Linked DNA regions of Sus scrofa: regions 1 and 3 are each linked to region 2. The links are chromatin contacts, called in public Hi-C and HiChIP or PLAC-seq maps. All regions are on one chromosome and are shown on one strand. The core of a region is the stretch at or near the end of the contact, and the rest is flanking DNA. Distances in the headings are between cores, read along the strand shown.

Region 1 (3,059 bases), core at 193-2,692, 220 kb after region 2:
TAGTCCAATTACACTGTTCTCCCTTCAGACAGGTTGAGATGCAAGGCTGAGTTTTGTTTGTGTCGAAGGCTGTGCATGAACGATGGGTGGTTTCCCCCTCCTCATCTTCATGATTAGTTTGTAAGGTGCTGCATGTCAGTACAACCTCTGGGAATGCTGGGATTGTAGGATAAACTTTTGCAATTGAGAAGACTGAGATTCAGAAAGACAAGGGACCTACCCGATACAGCACAGATAATTAGCAACAGAACTAGGGCTGGCACCCAGGTGTCCTGACTCTTTAGGAGCAAAACAATGAAAACACTTGTACCTGTCACAGTAAGGTCATCCTAACACTACAATAAACACAAGTAACCCAACGGAATCATTCATTAAAAAAAAAGCAGAGAGAAAAGAATTCCTTTCCAAAGACATTGTTTTGTTGGTCTTTACTCAATAGGTACTATACTTAATAGTTTTCTGTTCTTCACTTCTTAAACTTGGGAATAGTTAAAGATGATAGTTATATTTGATGTTATATAAAAGAAATAGCACTCAAACCCATCCTGATTTAAGGAAACCTGGTCTATGAAAACTATATTCATGAAACCTCATAAATGGGGATACTATTTATTTTTTGCTTTCTCTGCCTCAGTTTTCTCATCTGTAAAATTGGCATAATAATGTCATCTACATTACTGGATTGTTAGGAAGATTAAATAATATAAGTAAACTGTTTAGAACACTATCTAGCAGTCAACTGCAATCAATATGAGCTGCTTTTGTTTCAATTTTTTTTTTCATTATCACAAAAGAATAACCAGGAAATTCGGCATGCCAACCAATCAGAATCATCTCTATATTTGTAGGAAGAGGTGGAGAGGACGTAGTAGGATGCTGGGGGAGGTATACGTGCTAATATTTTGAGATGATTTAAAAGAAAGAGAAAATTTACGCTAGAGTTTGTAAAGATGACTGCTGAGACCAAACAATTATCCTATTATAAACTAGTAATGCAATTCATTTATGATGGGCTGTTAAGTGCTTGAAGAATGAATTTCCCTCAAATGTTGTCTTCAAAATAAATTTAAGGGTAGTGTCACATTTTGAAAAATGTTATTTTATTGGCCATAATTTTTCACAGTTCCGATGGGGACATGGTGACAGCCCAACACAGCAAATGTCCTTCATGTTGCCATCCTTTCTTTTTTTGTAAAGCTGAATCATCTTGGGACCACTCAAAATGTGATTTATTTGTCCCTGGGCCAGTAGAAGGTTCCATGTAGGTGAAAATGGGTGTTTGGATAGTTGAAGAGAAATGGAAATGAGACCTGCTGGCTGGCTTATTCAGTGGAAAGAGGTAAGTAAATTAGGAACCTTAGATCATTCTACGCTCTGACTACACGGAGTTCTGAATGATTCATGTGTTTTAGTGATGCACGTGGCCTTACATGTGATCTATTAGGAGGGCAGGAAGCATGAGCACAGTCAAGAGGATCTCAGAGCCAGGCCTTGTGTGTGAACTTGCACTTTGTATCTATTTACTCAGGCATTGCAACAGTCCAGGGAAGCTTCCCCGTGAGTGAGGTTAGAATACATATTCAAAGTCAGAGCCCACCAGGTACCACTAGCACTGGGTTTGTCCCAAGTTTGGACTGATTCAAAAGGACCATGGAGCTACCAGGACTGTGAACACGTTGCTTTAATCTCATCTCTTCCTTTGGGAACACTATCAGGCATCCACTTGCACCATGAACTTGCTATGGTGGGCAGAAAGATAAGAGACTAGAGAAACTCAAGATAAAATGAATGAAGATGTGTTTCCATCTTAGATTTCCCAGTGCCTGGTTCCACGTTCTTTCTACCACACTCCCAGTTCTCAAAGATGAGGCAGGAAGATGTCAGGCAGGTCTGATGAACTGTGTACAGAGCTAGGTGTCAGAGAAACTGGGTTCCAGGCAGTCTGTACATCTGCACCCTGGCCCTCCAGGTCCTTGCATGTCCATTTCCTCATTTGTCAAGGGTGGAGGTAGAACGAAATGATCTCCAAGGTCTGTTTGGGCTTGAACATCCCATCACTCTAATACCTTTGTGCTCTGATAAGTAGAATCTCATAACCCTGGGCTTATTAATAGTAACTGGGCAAACAACTGAAATTACTTTATGAAAACAGAGCTGTGGCGGCTGTTTGAAGCCAAATCTGCCTTATGAGACTCACTCTCAGCCTTGGTAATGGGATTGCTGATGGCTCCTTGGCCAGAGCCCATGAACGTCCTGCCGTTGCACTTTTCAGTTGATGCCAAGGGTGAGTATCCTCCACAGGACCATGAAAATAAGGCACCATTCAGTTTAAGGAAAAGGTGTAAATCAAATCAGTCATTTTAGCCTGACTCATCTGTCATCCGTCTCCTTCCCAACACGTTCAGTCCAGCTCAGTCCAAAGGCCCACCCCTCCTAGAAATGACCCCTTTAAGGCTCAGCCCCCAGGGATGGATTCTCTCTTTGAATCTCAGAAGAGTCCCTGTTTGCACATGCTTAACATTTACAGTCTTGAGACTCAGTCATGTCTCTATGTTTCAATACCCGAGATTTATAATGAAGATCCTTTGTGCCAGAGGCAATGTTTTATGTTGTGAGGGGAATATAGACTGAAGGCCATACACTAGATACTTGACCTGTTTGCCCTGTTTGCCACATTTATTTTAATGCTCTTGGGTTCTAACAAAAGATGCTGCAAAAACTACCACACTTAGAATATTAATGCATCTCCAAGAGGAATTCTGCTGAGACTAGAACTAAGTCAGCCTCTCAGTGTTCCCTATGTGAAGTCCTTTGAGAGAGATTTCTCTCACTATTTAATTTTAGGAATATAGCTACCCATTTTGATGATCATTTTGTTATTAAGCATTGTGACCTGATGCCCTGACAGAGTAGCTCCCCTTTTGCTTTGGCTGCCAGGATGCCCAGATCAAAATGAAAAAAGTTAATCTTTTGTGTTCTATATAATCTGTAGATTCTTTAATTTGATCATGATAGCTTTCAATTGTATTTATACTTTCTCTGGTCTCTAGTATATAATA
Region 2 (3,158 bases), core at 360-2,859:
AATTACTTTTATACACTCAGAAAATGGGAGACAAAAGACACTCTGGAAACATCCTTTTGGCTCTAAGCACCCCCTCTCTTTTTTGGGGAGAAAGGAAGCTTTCAGTGATTCCGTATATCTTATAGTCAATATATGGAGGATGGAAAGCAGTGCTAGAGTTAATTCTAACACTTAAATATCTAGCTATTAAAGGAGCTTGAATGAACTGTTAGCTCCAAAAGAGAGGCTTCTCAATCTATATCCCACTCTGAGGTCAACTCTCAACACAGGTGCACTTGGCCATGAAGCGCTCATAATCTCAGAAACAGACACTGCTGCCACATTCAAGTTGCCATGACTCTGAACATTGTATAACATTCTGCTCCAAGCCAGGGTCGTAACTCTTGCGGCTGTTCAGATGAGAGCCCTTCTTGGTACCACTTTGGCACACACCCACTGGCTACAGTAATGTAGCAGGTGAAGGACTTAAGTGTCACTCAGTTGGTTTCCAGTTGCTTCCAGGAAAAAAAAAAATCATGGCATATAAGATTCTCGCGTCTGACACTGGGCAAACTTCCCGTGTATTTGCAGGCCACAGATAGGAGATTTGGCTATTGCTGTCATGGCCTTATGCTGTCTCCCATACTTTGAGGGACCCTGTGACACCCAGAAACCCTGGGGACACTAACAGTTTGGATAAAAGGTATAGAAAAAGCCTCTACATGTATCTGAAAACTCTGCCAAGCACCTCAGTCCTGACATACGCCATTCATGAGCTCTTCCAACTTCAGAACATTCTGTCTCAGGAGCTGTAAATTAGCTTGACATCAGATTCTGGTTTTACGGTGTTGCTACACATCTACCAGAAAGGAGGCCAAAAGGAAGGACCAGCCTCCATCCCTGTTTTCTGCAAGGGGTCCCCCTGCTTTGTCCCTGGGTGTTTTCTCCAGGTACTGTTCTTGGGCTGCCCGTCTAACATGGACTGGGCAGTTGGGGCCCTGAGGTTCCACGGTTAATAAAATAAAAAAGAATAATGCTAATTACCAGTAGTTTCCTCAAAAATCAAGAGAACAGCAAACTCACCTTAAGTTGGCCTTTGTGTCTCTGGCAACTGAAAGGTCAAAATGCTATTTTGTCACTTTTGCATAGTCATTTACGTTGATATTTTCCCCTTGTGGGCTCAAATCTTCAACGTGAAAACAAATCTAGAAACTTTCTGTTCACACGCTTTTAGGTGTGTGCCCCAAATGACAAAGGAGGGAAGCACGAGTCATGGTAACTGGCCACATCCTTTATCTGTTGGGACCTGAGAGTTAGCAGAACTTTATCTTTATGATGAAATGGCCTTTAGAAGTGGGTATTGCAGAGTTCAGAGTGCAAGCATCATTACTGAGAAAAAGCACTTTCCTTTCAAACAGAGAAACCAACAGCCATGCACGACAAGGCCCGAAAAAAAAAAAGTTGAGCAACCACAAAACAAACAAATATTCAGCTGGGTTTCAGGAAGTTTGGAGAGGATCAAACAAGACTGTCTCTATTGAAGTTGTTCGAGAACATTTGTGCTTACTTCAGCCTCAGTTCCTATTTATGCTGCTGGCTTTTATACACCGACCTCAGGAGGGCATTCCAACTTCAGGTTACTCACAGATTATCTTCAGAACAGGAGGCCCGAACATCTCACACCCAGCATGGGGGAGGGGAAGCACTCACATTTGAATTTGTTTCCAAACCACTGCTCTGTCCTTGAGGCCAAGAGATCTCAAAAACTGGAGACAGAAATTCCACAGGGAGAGGGAGAGAAAGCTTTCCCGTGGTGTGAACAGGCCCATGATGAGAAAGCCTCCTCTCGTACAATGCGAGAGGCTATTTGTGGAACCTGAGGGAAGGTTTCCACTCAGAAGGGGCTTGTCATTTTCTGCTGGTCCCTGGGGAGGAGGATAGGGTACAGCTGAATTTTTCAGCCAGCAATCTTCCAGAATGAGAGAGGGACAACAGCAACCCATCACAAACAAAATTGTTGCTTTATAAACCTATTGCTTTTCAGTTCTCAGTTCTTCACGCTCATAACAATGTTTTGGGTGGTGCTTCTATTCCCATTTGACAAATTAGAAAACTGAGGCTTGGAGATTAGGCCCAAAGTTACACAACAAATACACAGAAAAGCTAAGATGCACACTAGGGTCTTTCTGTCACTAATGCCTGAAGCCTTTCCAACATCTCACATTAACTCCTAACTACGTCCTTCCTAACAAAGCATATTATTATTATTGGCCAGAAGAAAGAGAAACTTCTGGAGAAGAATAGGAAAGGAATTTTGATCAGGGAGTGGGCATAAGGCAGAGGGGAATGTTGACAGTTTGGTCGTTGTTACTCTGCCCCCATATTTTCAAGGAAATACACAGAGGTCTCGTCTTAAAAATCTCCATGTTGGGTGTTCCTGTTGTGGTGCAGTGGAAACTAATCTGACTGGTATCCATGAGGTGGCAAGTTCGATCCCTGGCCTTGCTCAGTGGGTTAAAGGTCAGGCATTGCTGTGAGCTTTGGTGTAGGTTGCAGACACGGCTCGGATCTGGCATTGCTGTGGCTGCGGCATAGGCTGGCAGCTACAGCTCTGATTGGACCCCTAGCCTGGGAACCTCCATATGCCGCATGTGCAGCTCTAAAAACCAAAACTAAAACAAACAAACAAATAAACAAAAAAACAAAAAAACCCCTCCATGTTGGAATTAGGTGGGAAAGTGTAATTCTCATTCTGAATATGGTGCAAGTTCACATCAGAGAAGCAAGAGATGAGAAAGCTACTGTCGCCCCAAGAGTCAAGTCTGAACGATGCACACCCCAGAATCGCCTAAATATCAATGCTGTTTGCCTCTGCAGAAGAGCTCAGGAAGGTTTATCCTTATGTCAGCAAGAACAGGTCTTCCACACATTGCACATGCCTTGCTACGCGAAGAGCCACTTGGCTTCCTTTGGACCTTAGAAAGTCTTCCTGTCTACGTTGAAAAACTTCCCTTTTTGGCATTATGAAGGAATATACTTTGCTAATACAAAGTATGCAACCTTTGTACGGTACAAAATTGATGTGTATGCCCTACCTCGCCTTCCTTCCCCGTAACATCAATACTCTCAAGAACACGAGAAGGCTTCCACCCCAGAAGGCCCCCCCTCCCTTCAATCTT
Region 3 (2,954 bases), core at 331-2,830, 180 kb after region 2:
GAAGCTTCCCTTTACCCCCTGCTCCCTGCAGTTGGCCCTTTCCTTCAGGGTGGCCTCTGATTTGTTCCTCTGATCAGCATGATGCGATCTGCTTCTTGGCTGTTTGGGTTGGGGGCTTCTAGCCTCTGTGCTTCACTCCCTGAACTGCCCAGGTCCTAGTGCTGGGGGGGCTTAAAACCATCGGCCTTGTGGAAAGGCGGGGGCTCACAAGAAAAGGACAGCCTTCTAAACCTTTTTCCCACCACCAAAGTAACCCAAAGGCTTCTGATCACTCAGCACGTTTACACCCTGCCCCTGAAATAACCCCTCCCTCCACTTGCCTTTCCCAGAGGCTTGGGGACATGCTTATTATTTCCTGTCATACTCCAATCATTTGTATTCATCTTTCCTCCAAGCCTAGGCTATGAGCTCTACATTGCCCAGGACTGTGTCTTATTCATCTTTGCATCCCTAGCAGCTAGTGTGGGGTCCTCATGATGCTGATAGAAACACTCACTGAGTCCCTGTTATTGGGCAGACCCTGTGCTAGCTGCTTTCAGGCCATGTGCCACCTCATCCTCATAACAACTCTCCAGGAGCCACACTTGCATTAATCCCATGCAAATAAATGAGGCCAAAGAGTTTAGGTCACAAAGTCTAAAGTCACACAGCGAGTAAGGGGTTGGATGGATTAGGTTAGGAATGGAATCCAAGCAGTCTGACTCCTGAATTCCATAGTAAGAGCTCATTCAAAGTTTGCTCAATAAATAAAGGAAATAGGAACAAATGAGAAAGAGGAAGCAGCCACAGAAGCATTGCATGTTGGAGCCAAAAGGCATTGCGAGACCATTCAGTCCAAATCTTGATTTTATTGCTAGAGAAACCGAGGGTCAGAGCAGTGAAACAAGGTGTCTGAGTAAAACAGTCTGGCAGTTAGGGGCCCCCAGGCTGCAGAACTGGGTCAGAATACAACCCTTCCACCTATTATCTGTGCGAGCCTGGGAAAGTTACTTAGCCTCCTGGTTCCTCAGTTTCTTCATCTATAGAATGGATGATAATACCAGAATCCATCTCATTGTTTCATTGTGAGGACTAAGTAAGATGTCTTACATTCTCACAACAGTGCCTTTCAATGTCATTATGGATAGAATCACAAGGCTTGGGGCTGACAACAGACTTACAAGTCAACAAGTCCAACTTGAATTTTATCAAGGAGGAAATGGAACTTCAGTTTTGTGTTCCCTTCCCAATGAGAATGGCTCGAATTTGATCATTTAAAAAAAGGATGGTGATCTCCTAGTTCAATTGCCCTCATTCTGCAATCAAAGATGCTGTAGCCCAAGGAGGCAGATGACTTGCCAAAGTCTCCACCTCATTGGAGCAGAGCTGGAAGTAAACCTGGGTCTCCTGACTCCAGCTGCACCACCACAGAACCACGAGTCAGCCCATTCCCCACCTCCCACTTGTCCCAGGCTCCTTGGCTCGGGGTGAGAGAGTCCAACCGTCCATGACTCAAGTTTACTAGAAACACTCCATGCTGGAGCTCAAATTCACAGCAGGCAAGGCCGTCAAGATCCAGTTCTTTCATATGACGGGTGGGTCAAATGACAGAATCATATTGCAACTGGGGACTTGTGAGACCCACACTGAAAGAAGGCAGAACTCCCCACCACTAGGCTGACGGATGAGTGAGTGAGTCAGCATTTGAGTTGCAAACTATCCAAGGATATATACTGTAGCCAGCGCTCGGCAAGCAACACTCTCCCTTCCTGGTGCCATCTAGCATCAGTACTTCTTTATCCCTGACGTGCGTGAGGTGCCTTTGAAAATGCAGATGCCCAGTCTCCCAGCCCAGAATGATAACAGACTCTCTTATTTTTTTTTTCCTGTCCTTTTTATGGCTGCACCCATGGTATATGGAGGTTCCTGGGCTAGGAGTTGAATCAGAGCTATAGCTGCCGGCCTACAGCACACCCACAGCAACACGGGGTCTGATCTGCATCTGTGGCTCATGACAACATCAGATCCTTAACTCACTGAGTGAGGCCAGGGATAGAACTCACATCCTCATGAATACTAGTCAGGTTCAGACAGAGACTCCCAAGGGAATTCTTCTCTTACTGTTTTTTAAGGGCCAGGCATCATCATTTTTTAAAGGTTTCCGAGTGCTTCTAATGTGTGCTGAGATAATCCCTAAGGCAAGCGAAATGTCCTCCACTCATAATATACTAGAGTAGGGGTTCTCAGAGGGTGGTCCTCAAACCAGCAGCATAACTTGGGGACTTGCTAGAAAGCCAGATTCCACATTAGGTGCCTTCGATCATTTTCTCTCCTAGTACTCTGCTGTTAGTTTTCCTAACAGTCAGCAATTATTTCTTTAATGATTTAATGTCCTTGACTATCCCCGCCTCCAGAAGGCATGCTTCATGAATGGAGGTTCTGACCATGGTTGCTGTCTTACTCAGAATGCCTGACATATGGTGGGCTCAGTGGGAGTGAGGGGGAGGGCTTAACAAATTTAGATTCAACGAATGAATGAATGCTAGGTATGTAGAGGCAAGAGAGATGTATTATCAAAATTTTCATTGCTGTAGCCGTATTGAGTAGAATGCAGGCATTTATAACACATGCTTTATCTCTTTCAGAAACAAGCAAGTAAGTTCAACTCTAGGTAGGAGGCAACTAGGAAATTTTAGACAACTATCAGGAAAAGGAAAAGACAAAAAAGAAGTGAAGAATCAATATTGACAAGAAAAAAAATCAATGTAATAACTTTGGCCCAAAGACTGCCTGTGCTTAAGATAAGACTGCGGCTTTAGGTCAGGTCCCTAACTATTTATTAATGTAGCTTTGGGGCAGCCAGCCTATTAATAAGCATTTCGTGAAAAATAATGACATTTAAGATGGCGTTCCTGGCCTTTAAATTGATGTGAAAACAGAGCTTATTGATACGGAATTATAAAGCAGATAAGGTC

The links. A called contact is a pair of places that touch in the nucleus more often than the background predicts. HiChIP or PLAC-seq counts read pairs in DNA pulled down with a chosen protein or histone mark.
Region 1: a contact with region 2 is called in a Hi-C map of liver, with 2.9 times the contacts expected there. The contact joins two enhancer-like sites. A contact is called at or near these places in 1 of 47 Hi-C or Micro-C datasets (liver) and 1 of 2 datasets of contacts at active chromatin or transcription factors (skeletal muscle).
Region 3: a contact with region 2 is called in an H3K27ac HiChIP or PLAC-seq map of skeletal muscle, with 3 times the contacts expected there. The contact joins two enhancer-like sites. A contact is called at or near these places in 1 of 47 Hi-C or Micro-C datasets (skeletal muscle) and 1 of 2 datasets of contacts at active chromatin or transcription factors (skeletal muscle).

Annotation. Positions count from the first base shown.
Region 1 is chr1:111,093,389-111,096,447 of Sscrofa11.1, reverse strand. The region is part of intron 1 of RORA (nuclear receptor ROR-alpha); the gene reads right to left. Among named protein-coding and RNA genes, the nearest start is that of RORA, 380 kb to the right of the region's middle. Within about 2 kb of position 1,442, at least 3 of the 83 cell types and tissues checked have an H3K27ac peak or open chromatin away from gene starts, as enhancers often do. A contact at or near this core is called in liver and skeletal muscle, where this site is marked.
Region 2 is chr1:111,315,167-111,318,324 of Sscrofa11.1, reverse strand. The region is part of intron 2 of RORA (nuclear receptor ROR-alpha); the gene reads right to left. Among named protein-coding and RNA genes, the nearest start is that of ICE2, 170 kb to the left of the region's middle. Within about 2 kb of position 1,609, at least 15 of the 83 cell types and tissues checked have an H3K27ac peak or open chromatin away from gene starts, as enhancers often do. A contact at or near this core is called in liver and skeletal muscle, where this site is marked.
Region 3 is chr1:111,137,052-111,140,005 of Sscrofa11.1, reverse strand. The region is part of intron 1 of RORA (nuclear receptor ROR-alpha); the gene reads right to left. Among named protein-coding and RNA genes, the nearest start is that of ICE2, 350 kb to the left of the region's middle. Within about 2 kb of position 1,580, at least 2 of the 83 cell types and tissues checked have an H3K27ac peak or open chromatin away from gene starts, as enhancers often do. A contact at or near this core is called in skeletal muscle, where this site is marked.